Regions from separate parts of the Capsicum annuum genome. Here region 1 is linked to region 2. The links are chromatin contacts, called in public Hi-C maps. All regions are on one chromosome and are shown on one strand. Each heading gives the region's core, a stretch centred on a gene start, on an enhancer-like site or on the middle of the called end of the contact. The rest is flanking DNA. Distances are from core to core; before and after follow the strand shown.

The links. Hi-C and Micro-C count contacts between places; a contact is called where the count stands out from the background.
Region 1: a contact with region 2 is called in a Hi-C map of leaf, with 2.4 times the contacts expected there. The contact joins the promoter of LOC107845490 here to the promoter of LOC107845499 in region 2. A contact is called at or near these places in 2 of 5 Hi-C or Micro-C datasets (leaf and placenta).

Annotation. Positions count from the first base shown.
Region 1 is chr10:46,226,505-46,232,947 of UCD10Xv1.1, reverse strand. LOC107845490 (putative casein kinase II subunit beta-4) reads right to left here and starts at 2,746. Exons shown (of 5, transcript XM_016689842.2): 1 at 2,222-2,746; 2 at 563-781. The coding sequence starts at 2,450.
Region 2 is chr10:45,767,624-45,774,766 of UCD10Xv1.1, reverse strand. It overlaps LOC107845499 (ELMO domain-containing protein A), which reads right to left and starts at 4,395. Exons shown (of 10, transcript XM_047397894.1): 1 at 3,805-4,395; 2 at 2,142-2,248; 3 at 1,481-1,549; 4 at 1,218-1,333; 5 at 1,011-1,065. The coding sequence starts at 3,892.

The sequences.
Region 1 (6,443 bases), core at 1,497-3,996, 460 kb before region 2:
GTCGCTCACACAACCGCTTAGACTAAAAATAGCAGGGGGTGTATATTATGTGTATAATCAGTGTAAAATCTATGTAGCCAGCTAGGAAAAGTAAATAATGAACTCAGACAGCTATTTCTGTAAAGATCACCAAACACCGGTCGACAACATTTAATACAAACCATAACACTAATCAAGGACATGTAGAACCTCATTTTGCTCATATGAAAATCCAAATAACCCATTTTTCTACAACTAATCTACACCAGCTAAGCAGATGTTGCCATGATACATTACCAGAGACTCTTCTTTTTTTGTAGCCCTGAAAACAAGTGTACCTCAGTCAACCTCAAAATATCAAATCGAGCTTACTAGTGCAGAAACATGCTCACCAAAATTAACATTGTATTAATTTGTATAAAAACAAAAAAAAAGCTCCACATGGAAGAGTCAACAAGGAAAAGAAAAAGAAAACCATGTTTTACCTACAAAAGACCAACAACTTATATCATTCAACAGAAAAGACAGCCAAAATAGTTATCTTGCAATTCATCAGAAAATCTAAAGAAGCAACTATACTTACCATGAGAGGATTCAACATCAAGGATTAGGTCAAGTGCATAGTCATAGTATGGAACTTGACCACTCAATCCACAGAGGTTAAAATCATCTTGAATGTAGTCATCATCAACCTCACAGAAGAACTCATTCCCACGCAGGTTACAAAACCAAGAAATCCATGATGTGTCATCTCCATCGGAACCACTAACATCAGACTCTTCACTGTCTGATTCAGATTCCTCTGCAAAGTACACAACCATGGGCATTTGATCATACCATGTTTGACATGCAAGTAAGAAAGTTGGCATCAAGAAAACAAAAGCATGGGCAAACTAAATGCAGTCATTGTATTTAATGGCTGGTGTCATTAGAGTAATAAATATACAGCAAAAACATGTTCTGACTTTTCCTAAAAGGAGTAACAAGATTATAGCGGGAACTTGCGTAGGTTTTCCAGTATCTATGAGTAAAATACTAACTATCAGAAATAAATCACTGGAAGATACCAGTAATAAAAATTCAACGTTGATGTCAAAAGAGTAGTGAAAATAGAGTGGAAACATGAATTAGCTATCCAAGTAGCTGTAGGTAGTAAGTAGAAAGAAATTGATAAAACTCTTGGTTTCAATGGCTGTGAGCTACCAAACTAATGCATCAGTTATAACCTGATTACCCCACCACCTGAAACCATAATTATTAGATGTTGCAGCTGAGTACTCATCAGTAGAACCATCTCCAATAAATCCACCTCCTCGGAAGCCCAAATAAGCAGATACAACATTCCCACCAATAAAAGCAATTGCAAATAAAACCTACAGTTGTAACTCGTAAGCCACGACCAACAATGTGTCATGCTTATACCAGGATATTTTGTGAAACCCTATATAATCTTTTTATAACCAAGTGATCCCCGAAAGACAATGGCACACGGTTTGAAACTGCGAATAATGAACCCGCCACTCTACCCTTCTCCACTTAAAAACCAGGCTTTTTGTCTAATGTTTGAATCCATGATGTGCACCTAACCCATGCATCACGCGTCTAAAACCATAGATGATCTTAAGTTAAATATTTTGAGAATCTAGAAATACAAACAATATACACAACATTCCAGCAACAGCTTTCCAGCCATGTTACCACTTTGACACATGACAGAACTTTTTCCTGATCACGTTCTACGTTTTTTTTTTTGATAAGGTAACGTAAGCGTGACCACATTCTACATGCTTTCTGAAGAAAAAAATAATCTGTTACTTGAAGCCAAGTTAAACGCATTTTATCAGGATATAAACCCCTAATTAAGGAACATAGATCCATTCAAGACCCTGCTGATAAGTGCTAAAGGAGCTCCTTTACATATCCATGCAGATACATATGCAATTTAGAGAGTTTAATAACCAATTTCCATATATAATTTAGTAAAGAAAAAGATAGTCAATTGGATCTCCAAGAAACCTGCACCGCCACCACAAATACAAAAATGATAGAACCATATCATCATCTCCAACTAAGGATCAGAGATAGAAGAAGGAAGCGAATGATTAACCAGTTAATTCACCTGGTTTTTTCCAATATATGCGAAAAATTAATGCACTCAGAAACATGAAAAAATAAATTGGTTGTAGAAGTAAGGGAAAAAAGGGGGGCACTTTTACTTAAGAGAAAAAAAAATGATCCTAACCATCGGAGCACTTGTTTTTTGTGGTGAGAGTAGAGGAAGAGAGAGTGTCCATATGATGATTATGATGACGCTGATGCAATTTAGCAGCAGAGGTGGAGGGAACAGCTTTGTCCTTCAACGCTCTCGTTGTAGACGCTGAAGACTTTTCCAACTGCTTATCTAATGCATCGTTGATTCGCTTCCGATCCAATGCTCCAGAAGAAACCCCACCACCTCGATCTCTATACATTTCTTTTCCTTCTCTATTTCTATAGGTCGATTACAAAAGACAGCCGAAAGTGTCGAAGATCCGGGAAATGGAAAGAGAGATCGAACAGAAACCCTAAATATGGAGAGAAGAACAAGGACAAGCTTTGTGTGCGCGTGCAGACTGTGAGTTGGAGAGACGGAGATAACTAGGGTTTCGTCTACATTCGAGGGGGAAAGAGAAAGGACACGAGAGCTCCTCGAGTTCTCTTTTCTCTCTCTTCGGGTGTGTTTGGTAGGAAGGAAGTACTTCCTCTGTTTTTTTTTCTTTTAAAATTTAACCTACTTGGACTTGCACAAAATTTAACAAAACAAGAAAGAGTTTTAAATATTATAACTTTAAATTAAAATTGTATCAAATATATTAAAATATCTTTTAATCTTATGATCTTAAATATGGCATATAAAAAGTTAAAATTAAAGTATTATTAAAAAAATAAAAAGAAATCATTCTTTTTTAAATAAATTAAAAGAAAAGTAGATCATTCTTTTTTAAATAGGGAAAGTAATATTTTTTGAAAATTCTATTTTCATTTATCATGCTTAGGTAGGGGTGTTCATGGGTTTGGTTAAAAAGCAAATCGAACCGTAAATCGAACTAAACCGATTAAAAACTGAAGTTTGGTTTGGTTTTAAATTTAAAAAAATCGGTTTGGTTATGGTTTTACTTAAAAGAAATGTAAAAATAACCAAACTGAACCGATAAATTATATATATATATATATATATATATATATATATATTATAATTATTTATATATAATTTATAATTAAAATATAAATATTTTATTAAATTTAATTTAAAACTAAATTTTAATCTATGTCTAGCCCAACCAATACTTTAACCCAATTGCCCAAAACCCCAAACCCAAACCCAAGCCCAACTCTACTTATTATTACTGATAAGTTAATCCTATGGCTCCTACATCACTTTTTCTTCAGCTTTCATAATACGAGTTACCATGGTCCCTGGTTCAAATGATAGTTTTATGTCTCCTTATCTATTCAATTTTTCCTTATATGATTAGCTCACCTAGCTAATTTTTAAAGTAAATAGATAACTCAAATTTGCCCAACTCTATCTCTTCTTACAGTGCACTGCAATAGAATATAAAGCTCTGTTTTACAATGTACATGTATGTGTTTATATGTTGTTGGATAATCTTAGTGCCAACAATACAAAGCTGATGCTTTTCATCTCAATTTTGGTTTTGTTTAATGTGTTTGTTCTGATTTTTAAGTGTTTATAGCATCATTTGTCCATTACTGTACAAATATTTTATGAGAAATTATTCAATGCGATACTTTTTTCTATGGGTTAAAAAAAGAAGTTTATTCTAGAGATGGTTGGAGTAGGCTAGTCAATAACCCAAAAAACCGACAAACCAAATCAAAACAGTTATTTTCTTTTTGTGGTTTGGTTTAGTTTTAGAAATTCAAAAACCGACTAAATTGGTTTTGGTTATAATTTTAACCACTATCCGATCCAAACCAACCCATTAACACCCCCTACTTAGGATTGCTGTTACAAAACTGTTTATTTGACAAGCACTTTTGTAAAATAATTTTTTAGAAAAGTGCTTTTAAAAAATAATAATTTGTGTTTAATAAATTCATTTGAAACGTATTTTTGATAAACAAATTATTTTTGGATAATCTTTTTCAAGAAATATTTTTTTTTAAGACAAATAGCCAAAAAGAACATGCATCAATAGACCTTTATTACTAAAATCAATTTATAGAGAAAATTTATTTTAAATATTTATTATAATATTTTTAATTAATTTTTTTATTTAATTAAAAAGTATGTACTCTATAATTTTTAATCAATAATTATATACATAAATACATCAAAAAAATATTAAATAGTGATATATTACTTAAATAATTTAAATATTACTTAAAAACATCAAACAAAAATGAATATAAAAATTATGATTATTTTTAATTAAAACTTCTTCATCAAACACATCATCAGTCGTATCACAATTTTTCCTAGCCAATGGAATATCTGTAAATAAATAAATAAATATTATTAAATTTAATTACGTGAGATTGACAATTTATTTATTGCTCATAGCTACGTAAGATTGACAATAATTACGTAAATTATTCAAATCTAAAAACTTTATAGCTAAAATAAGCTCAATTAAAAAAAATCATATGTTTCAAAAGCAAATTATAATAAATAACATCATAAATCTAATCTGTATGAAGCATGGTCTTCCTTTCCAGCCATTGCAATTGCAATTCTGCATCTTCTTGTGCTAAGAACATTTCACTCATTGATTATTTGACAAGTAAATCACTCGTTTTCCACCATAAATCACTACCAACAGTCATATTAGACAAATTGTGAACTATAGTCATTACACTCTTAATACTAAGAAAAGTTTCTCTCGACTCCGTTGAAGTGCATAATTCAATGGCGTCAGCAATTCTCTCTATTGATGAACTAAATTTCTGACTAGGATTAGTTTTTTTTCGTTTCTGTTGAAACCTTTCTTTTTCTTCTAGTATCACTCTCACTATTATTATTTTTTTTTAACTTCAATTAATTCTTCTAAACTATCAATAATTACAAATTCTTCATTATTTATTAGAGTGTCAAACTCAAATAGTTGCTCAGATTAAAACCACCTACTCTCTTGTATACCATTTGATAAAACTCCAGATGATGGTGCCCACGCATGTTCTCCAGTAGCAACAACATCCTTAAAACATATCTTCATTTGAGTTAGATATTGTAAGCCTTTTTCTTTAAATTTCTCTTACATCTGGATTTTCTTACAATAATGAGAAGAAATAAGATATGTTCTTAGTGATCAAAAAAAACATAATAACTTATCAAGTTTAAGTGAATAATATGTAATAAGATTAGAAGTACCTTTATTTTTCCATCCCACCATTCGACACTCGCTTGAATAGTTTTCTTCTCGCTACCTCATCCTAAATTAGTTTCCTTTCCAACTAAAGCGTCTCATTCTTTCCAAGTGGTTTTAAGATTATCCCATTTATTCTTCAATTTGACTTTGTCATCATAATCAATGATATTTTTAAATTTATTTAAAGAAAATGAGTGAAAATAAAATAACAATATATAAATCATAAAGAATTATGACATAAATATGAAATGTAGAATTTTAAAAATCAAACGTCAATTAAACTTGTAAGATATGTTAATTAATAAGAAACATATGTATATATATGTATGTGTGTGTGCGCGTGCGCTAGGAATATTTTTGTCATATAAAAATTATTTTCTGCTTTTACTTCTGCTTTTTGTTTAAAGCAGAAACTTTCTGTAAGTTTATCAAACACCCCTCTTTTTTAAAAAAGAAATTTTTTTCAAAATAAGTGCTTATTTTGGAAAATAAGAAATCACAAACAGGTACTAAAGCCTTCCTTTGCCCATGAAAAATATTTAAAAAAGAATATTTTATTCAAAAAAATGCTTGATCATAAAAACTTTAAATACAATTTAAGATTGTATCTGAAAAAAGTGAAAACAAGTCTCAATCTATTTTCATTTTTTCTTGCTTCACTTTTATATTTTAAAAAGTCTTTTCAAAAATTTAAAAAAATCTTTTAAAAAAAAATATGGTTAAACACAACTTCAACTCCAAATTTATTTGTTTTCATAGCCAAACACCTACTAAATATTTTTGGAGAATGTTTTTAAAATATCTTTCTTTTCCTTAAATTTAAGAAAAATAATTTTATTTATAAAATAGAAAAGGAATAAATATACCCTGAATTATTATAAATAGTAGGCATACACAGTCGTTTTGCTTTGAGTATGTATATACCCTTGTCATGAATATTTTGGTTTGTATAGAGTCCTTAAAGTAAAACAACGAGCAATTTCACCACAAACAAGTCCTCGCCAAATTAATAATAGAATCATAGCTAATTTTGAACATGATATAATGTCTAATTTATGAAATTAAAAAAAAAAAGAGTAGGAAATTAAATCA
Region 2 (7,143 bases), core at 3,146-5,645:
AATTACAAGCAAGTGCTTCGCTTCTCAGTTTAAGCAAAGTAGACCCTTATCACTTTTTTGCACTTCTCCCTAAACACTATATGGCAAATAATTAGCTGGAACAGACACTTTTTCTTTATAATGGTATGTTAATCTGGAACTTGTTCCGCATAGATTTTTACAGTTATGTTGATTTTGCAGCCTAAATAGGTCCAAAATGCGCAACAAAATAGATCTAACATGTCAATTATCAGCTTCATACTCTACAGTCTATCCAACAAATTTGTTTGATTTTACAAGTCAGTTGAAATAAGGATGTGACTTGTAAAACATTTTCTCTTTTCCATTGTCAACCAAGATCTACAACAATCTACGTAAAAAAGGGCAACTCGGTACATGAAGTATCTTGCAAGGTCTGGGGAAGGGCCTCACCCCAAGGGGGCATGATATAGGCAACCTGCGATGACACAAGGATCAGTAGTTGATTCCAAGGCATCTTCAAGGCTCCCTTCAACACCAATATACCTATTTATCCAGAAAGTTGGGAAGAAACAAAAGATCTACCTGATTTATCTCGTGTTTATTCTTAAGTCACTCCTATTACCTTTAGACAAAATTATTGATCGAAACACATACCCAGTTTTAAAAAAAAAATTAGATGCTATGGTATCTCAAAGAAAACAGAAGGGTGTCTGCTAAACTTTTCTGTTTGACAATAGCAAGGAATTGCAGAACACTTGAACCATCCTTTAAGATGCCCATCAACCAACACCCTCCCAACTACAAATATGTTTTTAAAAGTTGAGGAATCAAATAGAATCATACTTTGGCAATTGCATCAATTTATTAACACATCATCCGACTAACAACCACCATTTCGGAGACAATCATTAAGACCAGTTTAAGAAGAAACAATGATTACCAAAAAATAGCACTTGTTAATGCTTAGAATAGCTTCTAATTATAGGCATAAAAGGTTTACAGGTCACTATGTCACCTCTCCATAAAGAGAAGTCAGAAAGAGGACGTACCGGGAAATTTCTCGCAAAATATAACAAGTTCTCCAGTGATATGAATCCGGCACCCCTATCGAAACCAATCAAAACATGTCAGTGGTGAACCAACAGAGGAAGGACCAGAAAGGGCAGAAGAACGCAAAATATCGATAAGCGCAGCCACCAGTGCTTTCTTGTTTTTGGATGCCTTGAGAGGGGAAGGAATGAGAGATGCTGATGTACCTAAAGTCAGTAGATGGATCCTTTCCTTGCCAACCCATTTCCTTCCATTGCTCAGATATTAAACCATGGAGTTCTTCCACAGGGAAGGCAGCTTTCCACAATGCTCGTAAAGCTTCCTTTTGGTAAAAGAGAGAGAGCGAGAGAGAGTGAGAGATGAACAGTGAGAATGTAAATTCAACCTTAATGGAATGGTTAAAATCCTTTAAAATGTTTGTTCTTAAGTCCATAAGGACATGGCCAAGACATTTTCAAATAGAGAATACCCGGTGTTCAGGATCTGAACTATCATATGCAACATCTATACGGTATTGTAGTCTCTGCAAGCATTCCTCCTGACATTAACAAAGTGGAAGAGAACACCATAAGTGCCGATGTGACAAAGACACTCCATACTTCATCACAGTGCTGTGAAGCTTAACATTCTTAATAACATATTTTCTAAGAATAGAACTGGATAAGTTGACATAAGTGGGGAACTGGAATGGCAATCTCATCAAAACTATCAACCAATTATCTAGGGATTGCGGAGAAAAGGGGAGAGCGTGAAAAATTAGATATAAGACATTCATGCCTGAGACTTGGCACAATTAAAAAGAGGGTTAAAGAATATATTAACCTCAACATGAGCTCAATTAGCCAAATGACTAAGAAACCAAATACTATTCACCACGACAATTCACTACCACTCGCAACACTAGCATATTCCTTATTCATCGTAACTTTAAAATGTAAAATCTTGGATAAAACAATCAGAAAACAAATTCTGTATAGCATAGTGGCAGTACCACAAAGAAATCCTATCCAGAATACAAACTTCTAGTAAGAGAGGATCAAAAGAGCCTAATACTGCATTGTGTTTTCTGCACTCCTAGAAATTTACCTTGTAGGAGCTTAAACTTCATATAGCCTGCAGTAGAATATTACCTGAGCTGGTGTCAGTTCAAATGATGGACGGGCATCAATATCGCTTCCCTGGGCACAAACGCATGAAAGGCCTCTGCCAAGCCATGCTGCTGATCCTGCCATGACCTCTGCAGTAACAGAAGGAAATAATAATCTAAATTAAATGGGAGGTCATGTTGTCAGTAACAACATGCTTCATTATGTATAGAGATAAAACAAAAAAAGATAAGACGTAAGAAGAGAAATGCATCCTTTTTTTATTGTTACGAAGAGAAGTCGATCCTTCATTTATTTATTTTCCTTTTCTGGGATTAGGAGTCATGTATCTTTCTAGACACATAGCGAAGACATCCGATGAGCAAAGCTTCATAACTAATGACGAAGTGCTATGAATGCATCAATTCAGCAACTATGATAAGGTTCAATTAGTACACGAGTGGGTACCAAACAAAAGATCGCAAATGTTACAGAACAAATATCATGTGATACACTACGCAGCTGGATAGTAATCCCAACTGCAAAAATTGGTCACTGAGAAGTGGAAGCGTCTGTATACTTTTTTCTTTGTCATAGTTTAGATCAGGTTGAACATGAGAAATAAGCACCAAGAGAGTGCAGTTACAGCTGTACAAAAGCCGCAGGGAATGTTGAACATTTATACCATTCAAGTGTCTTAACATTCATGAACTAACCTTCTTTACACACAACAAGAAGAAAAAAAACATCTCCCGGCATGGAGTTACCAAAACAAGAACCACGTTCACACAACTTTACCAGCCAATTGCCTTTGCCAATTGTCTATCAAAAAACAATTCCCATTTGGAAGCTAAAATCAGATGCAATTATGTAATGTAAATTCGTCAAAGAAAGAGGAGAATTTGATAGGGCAGTTCAATACACAATCCTGCTTTCTGATAAAGTGCAAACCTCAGATGATCAGTCTGGTTAAGTAATCACGGTATTTAATAGGTACCCCGTATCCATATGCATCCCATACCACTCCCAAAAGATAACATCAATGGCATTCTCAACCACTCATTTCTAGTGTTCTGTTCACTCTCAAACTATCAGTGTGATAGTTGGGAGTCATTTAAGCTACTCTTCACATATTTCCTTATATGAAAGGCCAACAGCCGACATTCAATTTAACCTACACACTAGAACTATAGAATAATAGTTGTCAAATCATGCATTACAATTTCGACATAATGCTGGTTAAAGTTTTTTGTCGGCCTTCGACAACAATGAAATAGATTGCTCTATAGGCAATGGTTAAAGTTTCTTGTCGTCCTTCGACAATCAAATAGACTGCTCTATAGGCATATTGATGCTCTAGATATTTAAACACTGCCATTCCACAATTTTCCTGAACAAATAACTCAATTACATAAATAAATCAATCCATTACCAAAATATATACATGCATATTTGTTACTAAACTAAATATAAAAGAAAACAGTCATGAAAAAGCTAGGGCACAAAAGAAAATTTGCTGAAATTGGATGCAAACTCACCAGAAAACTCAGTGCAACTAGGCCTGACTAAACCTAATTTAAATCCACAGATAGAAACTCAGATAAAGAAAGCAATAATAAGGAATAGAGTTATCAAAAAAGAGCATATGTTTGCGGTTATTGAACGACTATAAAGAGAGAGAAAAAAGATACTAAAAAAGGGGATATACCAGAAGTAGAATGGCAAGTACTATTTCCTCTATCGAATCCTTGCGACATCCTCCTCACTGCCACGAAAGATTCTCCGCTATCCTCCATTTTACCAATTTAAACAAAATTAAATTGAACTAAAAATTGAATGCTAACACTAAAAATCTACCGACACAAAATAAGGGAGGTTTGTGATGATTTTTAGGAATAAGTCCTTGTAACTTGTAAGCCAATGAAGACTTCCTTTTATGGAATTGAACCAAAATGTGGAAAATTGGGATCAAGAAAATGGAAGGTTTCTTTATTGACGCCGCAAGATCTGCTACATGAACAACAAAGCCATGGAAGGAAAGTTGTTAAAAGTATTTATGACCAGCTAGGAGATATAGTTATTGTGTGTCTATATTACGAGTTGTGTCTCTCAATTATGAGAGATTCTTGATACGAAATTTTCGTTTCTGGATTTTTTTTCTGATCATCAATCATAGAAAATGGAAAGTAGAAGATCACGGAAAATGTGACGTTGGAGTAGAGGCAGCCAAGTTGCCAGAGGGTGGGGGATCGAGGGTGATGTAAGGAGTTGTCATAAATTAGAAGGGAATGAAAAAACTAACAATTAAAATTAAAATAATTCTATAAAATTAACACTTAAATTCTAAACTTCGATAAATAGTCACTTGGGAAAATAATTCCAACCGAATAGCTATTTGGCGTGTGTGGAAAGTGGGCATCATTAGTAATGCTAATTGTAATAGATACCCATATTATTTGAATAAAAAAGTCGTTACACCACAAACTTAACAACAAGACAAGTCAATTACTATTTAAATTTCTTCCATATTATTTTGTATTCACCAACATTATTAAAATGACATACTAATTGTTTTGTTTAGTTTTACTTATTTATACAATAAAATACAATATCATATACTTTTAATAAAATACAATTGTTAAAAATATATATTTATATATAATAATAATAATAATAATAATACAGTTTCTATGCATATACATATTCTATATAATAATTATATTATTTTTATACACATTCTATACAATTTTTAACTACAATTATTATTTAGATACATTTTTTATACGACTCTATATAGTTTCTACATGCATTCTAAAAATGTATCAATCTAATATAAGAGAGTATCAATTGAGTATATGGATACTGCAAGTGTATTAACGTAGTATAAAAGTGTATTAATGTGGTATAAAAGAGTATCAATTGGGTACAGGGACTACATGTGCTTGCATAGAATTTCCTTTCTCTTTTTTAAAAGGTGTATCAATATAGTATAAAAGTGTATCAATTGAGTATAGAGACTGCATATGCCCAATTGGGTTAAATGGCCAAAAAAGGGAATTAAAAATAGTCGACTGGCTATATTTGTCCATCTTTTCAAATTGTGGCAATTTTTTTTTAGAAAGGTCAGCCCATGTCCTTTTCCCTGAATTATATTCCCTCTGTTTCATATTAGTTGGCCCTATAAATTTGGTACACTCATTAAGAAAAGTATTTATTAGGATCCTATTTTACCAAATTAGTGTTAATAATTATGCTTTGAAAATATAAATTTGAATATATACAACTTGCTTAGTCATTTAATTGTAAAAGGTATTATTGGAAGAACATATTAAAATTCTATTGATTTCATCAATGGGACAACTAAAATGAAACAAATATTTTAAAAAAGAGGGCCAACTAAAATGAAACGGAGGGAGTAGATGATCGTAAAATTAAGCTAAAAGAATAATAATATAATAAATGTATTTATTTTATCATGAATAGAACATATTAAAATCCTCTTGATTTCATCAATGGAACAACTAAATTGAAACAAATATTTTTAAAAAGAGGACAAACTAAAATGAAATGGAGGGAGTAGATTATCGTAAAATTAAGCTAAAAGAATAATAATATAATAAATGTATTTATTTTATTATGAATGTCTATTACGATGTATAATAAATGTATATTTATTAAGATGTAATAAGTATCTATCATAGAATATTTATATTTTGGACAGAAATTACAAAGAATTTTTCAACAAAATAGAATGTTCTTTGGAAATTATCCCTCATTCCTCAAGAAAAAAAAAAAGAAGTCTCTTATATTTCTTATTATTTTTGTATTTATTTTATTATTTTATAACACGTTCAGTACTTTACCGTTTCAAATAAATATTTTTAAAGTATTATTAAAGATAGAAGCAATTTTTTCTAGTAAGTTCTACAGTCGAACTTTGAACCATGGCTCTAAGAGGGTGTTTGGGTAAGCTTATTTTTTTTTGTCAAAAATGGCTTTTAAGCCATTTTTTGCTTTTGAAAATGTTTGATAATTCTTAAAATTGCTTAAAAAAAGTCAATTTTGACTTTTTAAAAGCCAAAAGTAAAAAATAACCTTTCTCTTACTTTTTCTTTTGGGGGGGGGAGAGGGGGGGGGGGGGGGGGGGCCAATTTAAGTTGATCAAGCAAATGACATATATGTCCCTTGTAATTGTCCCTTATTTCGAATATACCCTTTTGTAGCCCTAATTTTCTTTCACTACCCAACATATTCATTTTGCTCTCAAATATACATACATACATACATACATATATATATATATGCATTAAAATATATACTAATTTTAATTTGAATCATTTTAGCAATAAAAGTTAATAATAATCAACTCTATATATTATTAACAGTTATAAGGGTATTTCAAATATTTTGACCAAAAAAAGTTCTTAAAAGCACTTATTTACCAAACACATCAATAATTTTTTTTTCAGTTTCAGCACTTTTACTCAAACACGTAACTGCTTAATTTTAAAATAAGATCAACACTTTCAAAAGCACCTTTAAAGAATTTTTTAAAAGTGAAATTGAGCAACATCGATATTAGATTTGTTGATAGATATTGTTAAACTACAGACTTGTTATCTCATATCAATTTTGTTTTTATATATATAGCATATGATAGCGTATCGTGCAATTTGCTCCTACAGAGCATTCCTTAACTTTAATTGTAGAATTCATGAGAAACATACCGTAATCATAAAAAATGATTTTGTATATATGATTTTCGTTGTAAATAGATTTGATAGCCATGAGAAGTTAAAAGTGATAATGAGTAATCGACCATTAAAAGTGATAATAGTTTTATAGGCTTGTTATGGTCACAATGAAAAATAAGAGAAAAATTCACAACATTATACGTATGCCTCAATTTTATTTTTAAAGTAGCAATATCTTGAAAGATGTCATAAGTTATTATCATTTGATATGTTCAAGGCACGATTATATTTTATTCCTGGAAAATAAGAATTTCGATTGTTATAAATGTTGATCTATACCCTGTGAGTGAATA